Regions from separate parts of the Mus musculus genome. Here region 1 is linked to region 2. A link is a contact called in public Micro-C data. All regions are on one chromosome and are shown on one strand. Each heading gives the region's core, a stretch centred on a gene start, on an enhancer-like site or on the middle of the called end of the contact. The rest is flanking DNA. Distances are from core to core; before and after follow the strand shown. Region 1 overlaps Msi1 (musashi RNA-binding protein 1). Region 2 holds the start of Coq5 (coenzyme Q5 methyltransferase).

Evidence for each region. Hi-C and Micro-C count contacts between places; a contact is called where the count stands out from the background.
Region 1: a contact with region 2 is called in a Micro-C map of stem cell-derived motor neurons, with 2.2 times the contacts expected there. The contact joins the enhancer-like site here to the promoter of Coq5 in region 2. A contact is called at or near these places in 17 of 39 promoter capture datasets (3T3-L1-derived adipocytes, the C10 cell line, the HPC-7 cell line and 11 more), 5 of 15 datasets of contacts at CTCF or cohesin (the G1E-ER4 cell line, embryonic stem cells, pro-B cells and 1 more), 54 of 484 Hi-C or Micro-C datasets (the C10 cell line, ECoMG myeloid progenitors, the G1E-ER4 cell line and 30 more), 25 of 115 datasets of contacts at active chromatin or transcription factors (the SCID.adh cell line, astrocytes, cardiomyocytes and 14 more) and 4 of 9 other capture datasets (adipose tissue, embryonic stem cells, liver and 1 more).

Annotation. Positions count from the first base shown.
Region 1 is chr5:115,447,463-115,453,171 of GRCm38.p6, forward strand. It overlaps Msi1 (musashi RNA-binding protein 1), which reads left to right. Exons shown (of 15, transcript NM_008629.2): 12 at 2,753-2,821; 13 at 3,325-3,512; 14 at 3,995-4,058. The coding sequence ends at 4,036. Among named protein-coding and RNA genes, the nearest start is that of Pla2g1b, 16 kb to the right of the region's middle. Within about 2 kb of position 3,444, at least 8 of the 459 cell types and tissues checked have an H3K27ac peak or open chromatin away from gene starts, as enhancers often do. A contact at or near this core is called in rod photoreceptor and stem cell-derived motor neurons, where this site is marked.
Region 2 is chr5:115,275,923-115,281,495 of GRCm38.p6, forward strand. Coq5 (coenzyme Q5 methyltransferase) reads left to right here and starts at 3,780. Exons shown (of 7, transcript NM_026504.2): 1 at 3,780-3,992. The coding sequence starts at 3,791.

The DNA of each region.
Region 1 (5,709 bases), core at 2,194-4,693, 170 kb after region 2:
GCACAGCAGGCTAAGAGGGACTTTATACGCAGAACTGGGGGGTGCCTGTACCCAGTGCAGCATTCTCATCTAATTTCCCCCAAGAAACTAGAACCCCCCCAACTTTCGCCTTGTAAGAACTTTGCAGTCTTCGTTCTGTCTTGTTAACACACCCCAAGTTACCCAGATACTTGGGGCCCAAGCGACATACCTCCGATGGCCCCAGGGATGCCCGTGGGCTCCTCCTAGGAAAATAAGGACAAAAACGTTTGGCCCCGAGGGAGACGCAACTCTACTCTGGAGCTGGGTCAGGCCAAGGGGTTGTGCACATGAGGTGGGCCATGAGGGGCTTCTCTGTCCAACCCGCTTTCTTCCACCCTACCTGCGGACTCTGCCCCCCACCCCCACCCTGGCTATGTGTGGGGAAACTGCTTCAGATCTTCCTTCCAAGGGTGCAGCAGGCGAAGAGAGACTGGGGTGAAGGGAGGGGAGGGGAGGGGAGGGGAGGGGAGGGGAGGGAGCAGGGTCCTGGCGGTGGTGGACATAAGGACCGCAAGGATCAGAGGGTCTGGCACTTGGGGCAGGGGGCAGGGGTTCCTCTCTCCTCATGTAAGACCCTTGTGTGAGTACCTACTGTGTGCAGCATGTACCACCAGGCTAGCGGCCATGAAAGCAGGGGTATACCCGGACCTTACCTACTCATAACCAAGTGTACAGGTTAGCGAGGCTAGCAAATATTTATTATACCAAGAATAATTCTTCCCGATAAGAACTCAGTGAGGTTGGCTAGAGTTTGCCATGTGAAGGGCTAGAACCCCTGAGACCTTAGTGCCCAGTGTCCACCCTGTAGGCCTGAGTTAATGCCGAAGGTGTCTTGGCAGAGGGGCCCATGGACTCCAGCCTCTCCAGCCCTTTTGGAATGTGTCGCCTGAACTTTTTTTCCTGGCTTGGAACGGAGATCAGAGTATTTCTTTTATGTGTTCGGTACATATTTATTGTGCCGATGCTTGGCCAGGCACTGGGGTGGAAGGTTAAGGGGGCACAGACACAGATAAGGTCCCCCACCCCACAGGAGCTGGTTCCTAACAGAGGCGCATGGATTAGTTAAGTAAATGGAAGATCCCTGGGAAGATAAAACAAAAGCTGAGCTGAGTGGCTAGGGCGTCAAGCTGGTGGAAGGACTAAACAGAGAAGGAGAAGCCAGGGGGCAGAGTCTCAGTGAGAAGAAGCCAGTTGGATGGCCGGTTACAAAAAGGAGAATCCAAGCCTCAGACGCCACAGTGTCACGGGTTTGGGTCTCCTGCAGGACAGCTTGGCTAAAGATTTTCAGGGAATGGACAGTTGTGGAGTGTTGCGTTTATCTGGTAGTCTGCTTATCTCATATGCACAGAGGCCTGACAGATATGCAGCACTGTATATATAGTACCAGTCAGTTACAATGGAACATGGCTATATCCCAGCCCTTGTGAGTTGGAAACAGGAGAATTGGAAGTGAGTTTGAGACCAGCCTGGGCTACACATAACAAGGCCTTGTCTCAAAAAGACCAAAAACAAAAAACAAAAAACAAAAAGTAGAGGATAGTGCAGATATTTATTAAGGACCTACTGTATACAGAACTGCAGAATAGAAACAGGAAGACAAGCTGGTCGTGGTGGTGCACGCCTTTTATCCCAGCACTTGGAGGGCAGAGGCAGGTGGATTTCTGAGTTCGAGGCCAGTCTAATCTACAGAGTGAGTTCCAGGACAGCCAGGACTAACACAGAGAAACCCTGTCTCGAAAAAAACAAAACAAAACAAAAAAACAAAAAGAAAGAGGAAGACAGAAGAGGGGCTGAGGGACTTGGAAGGGACACTGGTCATTTTTAGCCTGGTGGTCAGGGAGGCCCTAAGGACCGTGAGGACACACAGCACACACAGCAGCAGGACTTAGCAGAGCTGGGACCTCAGTGGCTCTGTAGCTCTCTGTCCTCAGGCGGGTCCTGCTTAGAGGCAGTGAGCCTGACTTCTGTGCCCAGGGCCAGCCAATAACCAGTTCTGAAAAGGAGCAGAGACCAGCAGAGTCAACTAACCTGGTCTCTTGGGGCTCTCAGAGTTCTCAACCATCAACCAAAGAGCAAACCCCGGGCTGGACCCAGGCCTCCCCATCATATGTAGCAGACTTGTGGCTTGGTCTTCATGTGGGTCCCAAACAACTGGAACAGGGGTGCGGATATCCCAAAAGCTGTTGTGTGTCCGTGGGTTACGTTCTTCTAGCTGGGCTGCCTGTCTGGCCTTAGTGGGAAAGGAAGTACCTAGCCTCACAAAGAGTTCAAGTGACAGGGTGGGGGGATACTCTGGACGGGGGGGGGGGGTCTCACCCACTCAGAGGAGTAGAGAGAAGATGAGGTTGTGGGAGGGGACAGTGAGCGGGATGTAAAGTGAATATGTTAAAAATAAATAAATAAATTTTAAAATGAAAAGAAAACCTAACCCCCCAGCCCCAGGCCCCTTGTAGCCAGACAGCCATTGTCCTGTCCTGTGGAGAAAGTACTGATGTCTTACCCACAGCGGGTCAGGAATATTACTCAAGTGTGTCCTAGGATCTGGTATGGAGACTGAGGCGCAGCTGCTCCCTGGGATGCATTAGGTCGGGGTGCAGAATGGCTGTCCAACCTGTCTGTGCTTTGACACCCCCCCCCCCCGCCTCCACTCGAGGCCTAGGTGGGAGAAGCGCTACCAGACGGTAGGGTCCTTTCTCCTCCTCCAGCTCAGTGCACGCCCTTTGTCTTCCAGCTATCCCTCTCACGGCTTATGGGCCCATGGCGGCGGCAGCGGCGGCGGCAGCTGTAGTTCGAGGGACAGGTAGGCCTTCTGGGAAGGGGGCACAGGGAGGGGACGGAGGAGTCCAGAGGGGTTTGTTTACCACACAAGTATTCACTGAATTGAGTGTATGAGCCAGCCAAGAGTGATGCTGTGTCCCCCAGAGCATACAAGCTGCTGGGTGTCCGAGTGCAGACGGTCATGACCCTGCCGCTCTGGGGACATTGGGCACTAGAAGAGTTGTCAGCTGCTGCTTTAAGAAAGGCTGAGGAAGGGCTTACAGGAGGAGAATGAAGGAAGGAACAAGGGTTGTTGTAGCCCAGGGGGACAGCCAGTTTGGGCAGTGGGCCAACAGAGTATCAAGCAACAGTGACATAGGCCAGCCTTACAGAGGTCACACGGGACATGACGGGAGCCAGAGCGATCTCCAGGGGGTGGGGGTGGGGGTAGTCTCTGGTCCAGGGCTGGGTGGGAGGGAATTGGAGCGGGTGTGTGGGGTGGCCTTGGGCACCCGGGCTATCACTCTGTTCTTTCTGGGTTGCCAGGCTCTCACCCCTGGACGATGGCTCCCCCTCCAGGTTCCACTCCCAGCCGCACAGGGGGCTTCCTAGGGACCACAAGCCCCGGCCCCATGGCTGAGCTCTACGGGGCAGCCAACCAGGACTCCGGGGTCAGCAGTTACATCAGCGCCGCCAGCCCCGCCCCCAGCACTGGTTTCGGCCACAGTCTTGGGGTGAGTGGCCAGGCCGGAGGGCCTCCACCTCACCCCCTTCACGCTGGGAGATGTCTGAAGCTGCGGGAGGGAGCGGCCTTGTCTAACTTGGGGAGGGGCGAGCGGGGCTTGAGGGAGGGTGACAGGAAGAAAGTATCCACAAGGACTAGAGGGTGTCCTGTGATAAGCTGTATCCTGGACTCTGTCCAGCGGCCCCAGAATGCTGTACAAATGCATTGCCATCTCCTTTCTGTGTGGTCAGAGTCCAGCTCAGGAGCATCCCAGTTTTAACCAGGGAACTGGCTCTACACAGGTCCCCAGGCCCCGCCTTGCACACAAGTAGATCTGTGCCCCGTTAGCCGATCTGTACCGGGGCAACCCGTGCCAGCCAGAAGAACCTGTGTCTCACCATAGGGGTCCCACAGGGATAGCAGGAGCCCCCCCCCCCACGGTTTGCCTGAATGCAACCCAGGATCCTCGGAGTCTAACTCTTTTCTTTTCAGGGTCCCTTGATTGCCACAGCCTTCACCAATGGGTACCACTGAAACAGGGAGGAGGTAGCAGGAGGTGAGGAGATGGGGGGATGTGGGGGGCACTGGGCCGCCAACCCTCAGCTATGCTATCTCGAATGCCAGCCCCATCTCCACTTCATAGAGTTCCCAGACCACGACAAGAGGGGGGCCTGGATGCCAGCAGTGGCCAGCAGGCACGAGAGAAGATGCTTAGCCTGCCACAGTCCAATTTAAGTTAAGCCAGGCATGGTGGCACATTGCCTGTCTATAATCTGAGGCCAAGGCAGGAGGATTACTTTGAATTCTAGACCAGCTAGGGCTACAGAGTGAGGCTCTGGGGGAGATGTGTGAATTGGTAAAGTACCCGCTTAACCAACAAGGACCTGAGTTCAGACCCCTAGACCCCCAGAAAGATGAGCACAGCGGCCCGGACCTGGGACCCACAGCACTGACAGGTGGCTGGGTCCCTGATGCTCACTAGCCAGCCATTTAGCCCACGTTCCCTGGGAGTACCTGTATCAAAAAGTCAGACTGGAGAAGGCAGTTGCCATCAATCTCTGACCTCCACGTGCAGGTACACACACGTGTACTTATATCCTCCCGTATACATACATACAGTACACACATCTACACAAATAACGTTTATACATTAGCCCTGAACACGGAAGGCAAAGGCAGGTAGATTACAAAGTCAAAGCCAGATTGGGCTACAAAGTGAGCTGCCAGTCAGCCTGATGTGCATAACAAGACCCTGTGTTAAAAAGCTGAATATTAGCGAGGCAAGGCGGTGATGGTGGTAGTGGTGGTGGTGGCGGTGGCGGCGGTGTTGGTGGTGTTACACGCCCTTAATCCCAGCACATGGGCGGCAGAGGCAGGAAGATCCCCTTGAATTCGAGGCCAGCCTGGTCTACAGAGTGAATTCTAGGACAACCAGGGCTACACAGAGAAACCCTGTCTCAAAAAACAAGATCGAGAGAAAAGAAACAAAATATTAAATAATATGTAAATGAAATACTAATTAATCATATAACATTGGACTGACAAAGATTTGTTCTTTTATTTTTGTTTTGTTTTATTTTTTACAATTAATGACACCCAACATTGCTCTCTGTGTAAACTGGCTCCAAGTTCCCAAGGGTCAGTGTTATGTGTGGAGATTTTTAATTTGTGCTGCCATTGAACCCAGGCAGGGCTTTGCATGCCTGGCATGATCTATACTGAGCTTTACCTGCGAATGTGTATGCCCACTCTGTGTGTGTGTGTGTGTGTCCTGCTGAGGCCAGAGGAGGGTATCAGAGCCTCTGCAGCTGGAGTCAGAGGCAGTCGCGAGCCGCCATGCAGGTGCTGGGGACCCAGGTCCTGATTGATCTACAGAGCAAGTTCCAAGCCATCCAGCGATGCACAGAGAGACCCTGTCTCAAAAAAGAAAGGGGGAGGGGAGGAGGAAAAGGAGGAAGAGGAAGAAGAGTTTAGCTAGACAGAATATACGGCTACTGTAGGAAATTAGACAGCTTATACAATAGGATATAAATTAGGCTTACATGTGTAATCCCAGCACTCAAGAGGCTGATGGTGGAGGAGTGCCACAGGCTTGAGTCCAGCCCACAACACACACAGTAAATCTTCTTAAAGGTGTAAAAATACCTGGGTCCTGGAGAGCTGGTTCAGTGGTAGAGAATGCATACGACTCTTGAAGAGGGCTGAAT
Region 2 (5,573 bases), core at 2,530-5,029:
TATACCATGGTTCACATGTACAGTAAGAGGATAACTTGTGGAAGTCAGTTCTCTCCTACCAGGATGAAATTCAGGTTGTTTCAGGTTGGCAGGAAACACTCAGAGCTATCACACGGCGGCCTACAAGTATCCTTTAAAAAGATTCCCCTGTAACGAGGCTGGAGAGAAGCGCAGTGGTCAAGAGCGCTTGTTCCTTTGGCTGTCGGGATTTGGTTACCAGCATCCTCTTCGGGTGGCTCACAACCACTCCTAGTTCCAGTTTCAGGTGTCTGGCGCCCCCTTCTGGCCTCCGAGGGCACCAGATACGCATGGAATCATTTAGCATACATGCAGGCCAAACACTCATACACTAAACTAAAAGTAAACACCCTGGCTGCTGTGCGGGAGCACGCCTTTAATCCCAGCACTAAGGAGGCAGAGATAGGTGGATCTGGATCTCTGAGTTCGAAGCCACCCTGGGTTCCACGACAGCCAGGGATACCCAGAGAAACCCCTGCCTGGAAGAGACACAAAACAAAACAAAACAAAACAAAACAAAACAAAACAAAACGGACAAGGAAGTTGTAGAGGGCACTTCAGGGGGAAAGTTTTTTTGTTTTTTGGATTTTTATTTTATTTGTTGTTGGTTTGGTTCTTTTGGTATTTTTTTTTCTGAGACAGCGTGTCTGCTATGAAGCTCTGACTGTCCTGGAACTCACTCTGTAGATCAGGTTGGCGCCATACGCCACCTGTCTCTGCCTTCTGAGTGCTGGGATCGAAGGTGTGCACCACCACCAAAGCAGACTGCCCTTCTTTTGTTTTGTTTTTAAGACAAAGTCTCGCTATGTAGCCAAGGCTGGCCTCCTACTCTTAATATTCTTGCCTTGGCCTCCCAAATAATGATCTCTAGTAGTTCTTGTTTGGTTTTATGCTTTTGTTTGTATGTGGCGAGGGATAGTAGGTATTGAATCTAGACATGCTTGGACATGCTAGGCAAAGATTATACCTCAGTCTGTTTCCTACTTTTTATTTTGAGACGGGGCTCACTGTGGTGTCAGAGCTAACCTAGAATTTGGAATTATCCCGCCTCAGCATCCCAGCTCAAGTAGCTGGGGCTACAGAGCTTCACCATCAAGTCTAGGACTCGTTATTCTTCACAGTTACACACACACACACACACACACACACACACACACACACTTTTTTGTGTGTCAACTTGACACAAGCTGGAATTATCACAGAGAAAGGAGCCTCCCTTGAGGAAATGCCTCCATGAGATCCAGCTGTAAGGCATTTCTCAATTAGGGATCAAGATTAGTGGAGGGTCCATTGTGGATGGGGCCATCTCTGGGCTGGTGGTCCTGGGTTCTACAAGAAAGCAGGCTGAGGAAGTCATGGGGAGCAAGCCAGTAAGCAGCACCCCTCCATGGCCTCTGCATCAGCTCCTGCCTCCAGATTCCTGCCCTGTGTGAGTTCCTGTCCTGACTTTTTGGTGGTGAACATCTATGTGGAAGTGTAAGCTGAATAAACCCTTTGCTTTCTTGGTCATGATGTTTGTGCAGGAATAAAAACCCTGACTAAGACACACACACACACACACACACACACAGAGAGAGAGAGAGAGAGAGAGAGAGAGAGAGAGAGAGAGAGAGAGAGAGAGAAGAGCATGCTTCAGTTGGAAAATGTAGTGTGATGTCCAGAAGGAACAGCTAAATCCCAAGGTCTACTCTGACACACAACAGAAGTACAGCAAGTTCTAAAATACTGTGGTGAAACTTTATTTCACAGAATGAAGACACGAGAATGCTAAGTGTGTGGATGAATAATTTCTTCCTTCTGTCATTGATAAAAATGGAAGCGAGGGGCAGAGGATCCCAGTGCAGGAGGTGTCCATCTGTCAGGATATACTGAATGGAGAAGACACTCTTCATTTAAAATTTCTTTCTTAGGATCCTTGGCATCTTCTCCTTGTGAAATATTTACAGAAAATATACATTTAAAAGGGATTTAAAACAGAAACATTCAAGCAGAATTCAGCAATCTCTATACTTGCCTTTGGACAAGATGTTCTGTAATATGTTATCTTGACCATAAAAAAAAATCAATTTTTTTTGTTTTGTTTTTTTGAGACAGGGTTTTTCTGTGTAGCCCGAGCTGTCCTGGAACTCACTCCATAGAACAGGCTGGCCTCAAACTCAGAAATCTGCCTACCTCTGCCTCCCAAGTGCTGGGATTAAAGGCATGCGCCACCACTGCCTGGCTTCAGTTTAAAAAAATTTTTAAAGGCCCTGTGTAGTGATACAGGCCTTTAATCCCACCTACCAGGAAGATCAAAAGTTCAAAGCCTGTATCTAGGTGACAAAGTGAGTTCAAGGCCTTGCCAACTTAGTGAAATGCTATCTCAACATAAAAGATAAGAGCTGGCAAGGTGGCTCAGTAGATCACAGTGCTTTAGTTGTAAGCCTGAGGATGTGAGTTCAATTCCCAGGGCCATGGAGAACTGACCCCTGAAAGTCATCTCCTGACCTCCACACATGGATCTTGGCATGTGCACGCCTACGTGTGAGAACACGCGTGCATGCACACACACACATCAAAAAGACACAATTTATTTAATTATTATTTATTTATTTTAAAATTAAATATACTACCAGTTGGTGGTGGCACACACCTTTGATCCCAGCAGTTGGGAGGCAGAGGCAGGCAGATTTCTGAGTTCCAGGTCAGCCTGGCCTACAGAGCAAGTTCCAGGACAGCCAAGGCTACACAGAGAAACCCTGTCTCATAAAACAAACAAACCAAAATTAAATACATTTAAAAGGCACTCGGGTAGAGTTTAGTGTCACAGCACTGTTCAAGTGTGCACTAGAACCTGCACACCATTCCAGATGCCACTAAAACGATGTGGGAGGAGTTCAGGCTTGTGCTGTCTGACTTAACCAGGCATGTTATGAGTTCAAGTACACTCTGGACTAGGTAAACTAGTTCCAGCTTTAAAAAATATATATATTCACATGAGGCACACACAGGGGGGTTGACTCATCAGTTATAATGCTTGTCACCAGCACCCAAATCCTTATGCTCATTCACCTAAAACTACAGTTTTAAGATATCTGACATCTCTGGGTTCCACAGGCAGCTGCACTCACGTTCACATACATCCACAGACACACAAGTGTATATACTTTACTTTAGATGTATGTTTGTATGTGTACATATATGTATACACACACATATGTATACACACACATATACATACATACACATATATGTATGTGTGTATATACATATACATATATACACATATATGTATGTGTGTATATACATATACATATATACACATATATGTGTATACATATATATATATTTTTTTTTCAAATCATGTAATTTTGATCTTTAACTTACAACATGCCTCAATTTCACCCAGTTCCTGCACCAGAAAACAAAAGTTGCAGGGCATGAGGGAGCACACTCCAGCACTTGGGTGGATTTCTGCGAGTTCCGGGCCAGCCTGGTCTATTCAGTTGTCTTTTCCATAGTAGTCTTTAGTCCTAGCTAACAGGATGGAAATATGGCCGCTGAAATATAATTAGGGCCTCTGTCTGAATTCTGCTTATTCCTGCTAAACTCTAGATTCAGTCAGGGAACACAGGAAAGGCTTTCAGGTTTCCAAATCCTAAACCAGGAGGACTCCTTAAAAAAACAGGCGTTTGGGGGTGCGTTCCACTAATGTGTCTCCTGTCGGCCGCCGTCACCCGGCTGGTGACGCAACCCGACGTTCTCCCCGCCCCGCGGTCGCCGGGGTGTCACGATGGCGGCGCCCAGGTGCTGCGTTCTATGGCGCGTCTGCGGCCGCGGGTGGTGGCGAGCCACGGGACACTGCAGGCTCCCCGGGTGTCATAGATCCTGGCCATGGGCCACGCTGGGAACGCGGTCCTTGTCCCAGGAGAAGCGAGCCGCGGAAACGCACTTCGGGTTTGAGACCGTGTCGGAAGGGGAGAAAGGAAGCAAAGGTGACAGAGGGCGCGAGGGTGGATGGAGGGACCTGTCGGGCTCCTGTTCGGGTTCCTTTTCTCACTGAGGGTTGATTGGATGCCCTGTCGGCCCCGGAGCTGTGTTCCTTACTGTCCTGACTTCCCAGACCCAGCTTCCCTTTCGGGGACTCATTTGCTGTCACTGCCACTGCAGCCATTTGAGACGCTGCCCCCGGCGACGCGCCCCCTTTTGTCAGGGTCTCTCTGTGTCACCTTGACTGCCCTGGAGCTGTCCAGGATGGCCTCGAACTCACAGAGATGCACCTGCCTGTGCCTCTGCCTCTGGAGCGCTGCCATTAAAGGCTGTGCGCCACCAAACCCGGCTTTTCCCTCTTTGAAGCACAGCATGACCCTTTACGCTCGTCAACTGCGAGATTGTCCTATACGTATGCCAGGTGCCGTGTACAGATTTTCCCCCCACCCATTTCTCACTTCAGTTTCCCACTAGTGACTGTTGTTACTACTTTTCTGAGGGAATATAGGGTTAAGGTTAAGCTTGCACTATTTAAAATGGTAGCCAGGAGCTGGGACTGTGGCACAATTGGTCGAGTGCTGCTGGCCTGTCACTTCCTGCGGCTCAGTTTCATCCCCAGCACCTCATAATTTGTGTGGTGGTGTAAACTGTGTTCCCAGCACTTGGCAGGTGTGTGGGGGAAGGTTACAAGTACAAGGTAATTCTCTTACTGTACTGTGAATTTGAAGCCAGCCTCAGACAGAGAGATACTGCCTCCACAAAGATAAGTATAAACTTGTAAGTTAGAAGAGTAACTACTTGTCTAACACAGAATTTACATCCTTATTTTCTTACTAAAGAAAGACACTAAAAAAAGAAAAAAAAAAAAAAAAAAAAAGCCGAGCACTTGGGAGGCAGAGGCAGGCGGATTTCTGAGTTTGAAGCCAGCCTGGTCTACAAAGTGAGTTCCAGGACAGCCAGAGCTACACGAGAAACCCTGTCTCAAAAAACCAAAACCAAACCAAAAAAAAAAAAAAAAAGACGCTATCCCCTCCTTTTAAAAACACACGCTCACACATAGTTCAGGGCCATCCTTGCCTACATAGAGAGTTCCAGGACAATCAGAGTTACACTATGAAACCCTGTCTCCAAGAAAAATAAAACATCAGAACTGTCTGACACATACAGTGCCATGCATTCAGGAGGCCTGGGGTAGGATCACAAGTTCAAAACCTTTCCTAAAAAACAAAACCAAAAAACAACAAACAAACTAAACAACGAAAACAACTGCTTAGCAGCTACAAGCACTTCAGTCCTAGCATTCACATGATTGTTCACAATTGTCTATAACAGCAAGACGTTTGACTCCTTTAGGGTAGAGTCACTCTTGCACAGGGATCGCCTAAGACCATCAGAAAATCCAGTTATTTACATTATGACTCACAACAGCAGCAAAACTACTGTTATGTACTTATGAATTAGCAATGAAAATAATTTTGTGATTGTGGGTCCCCACAACATGAAGAACTGAACTAAAGGGTCAGCATTTAGAGGTTGAGAACCACAGACTGTAACCTGTTCCAAGGAATCCGAAGGCCTCTTCTGGC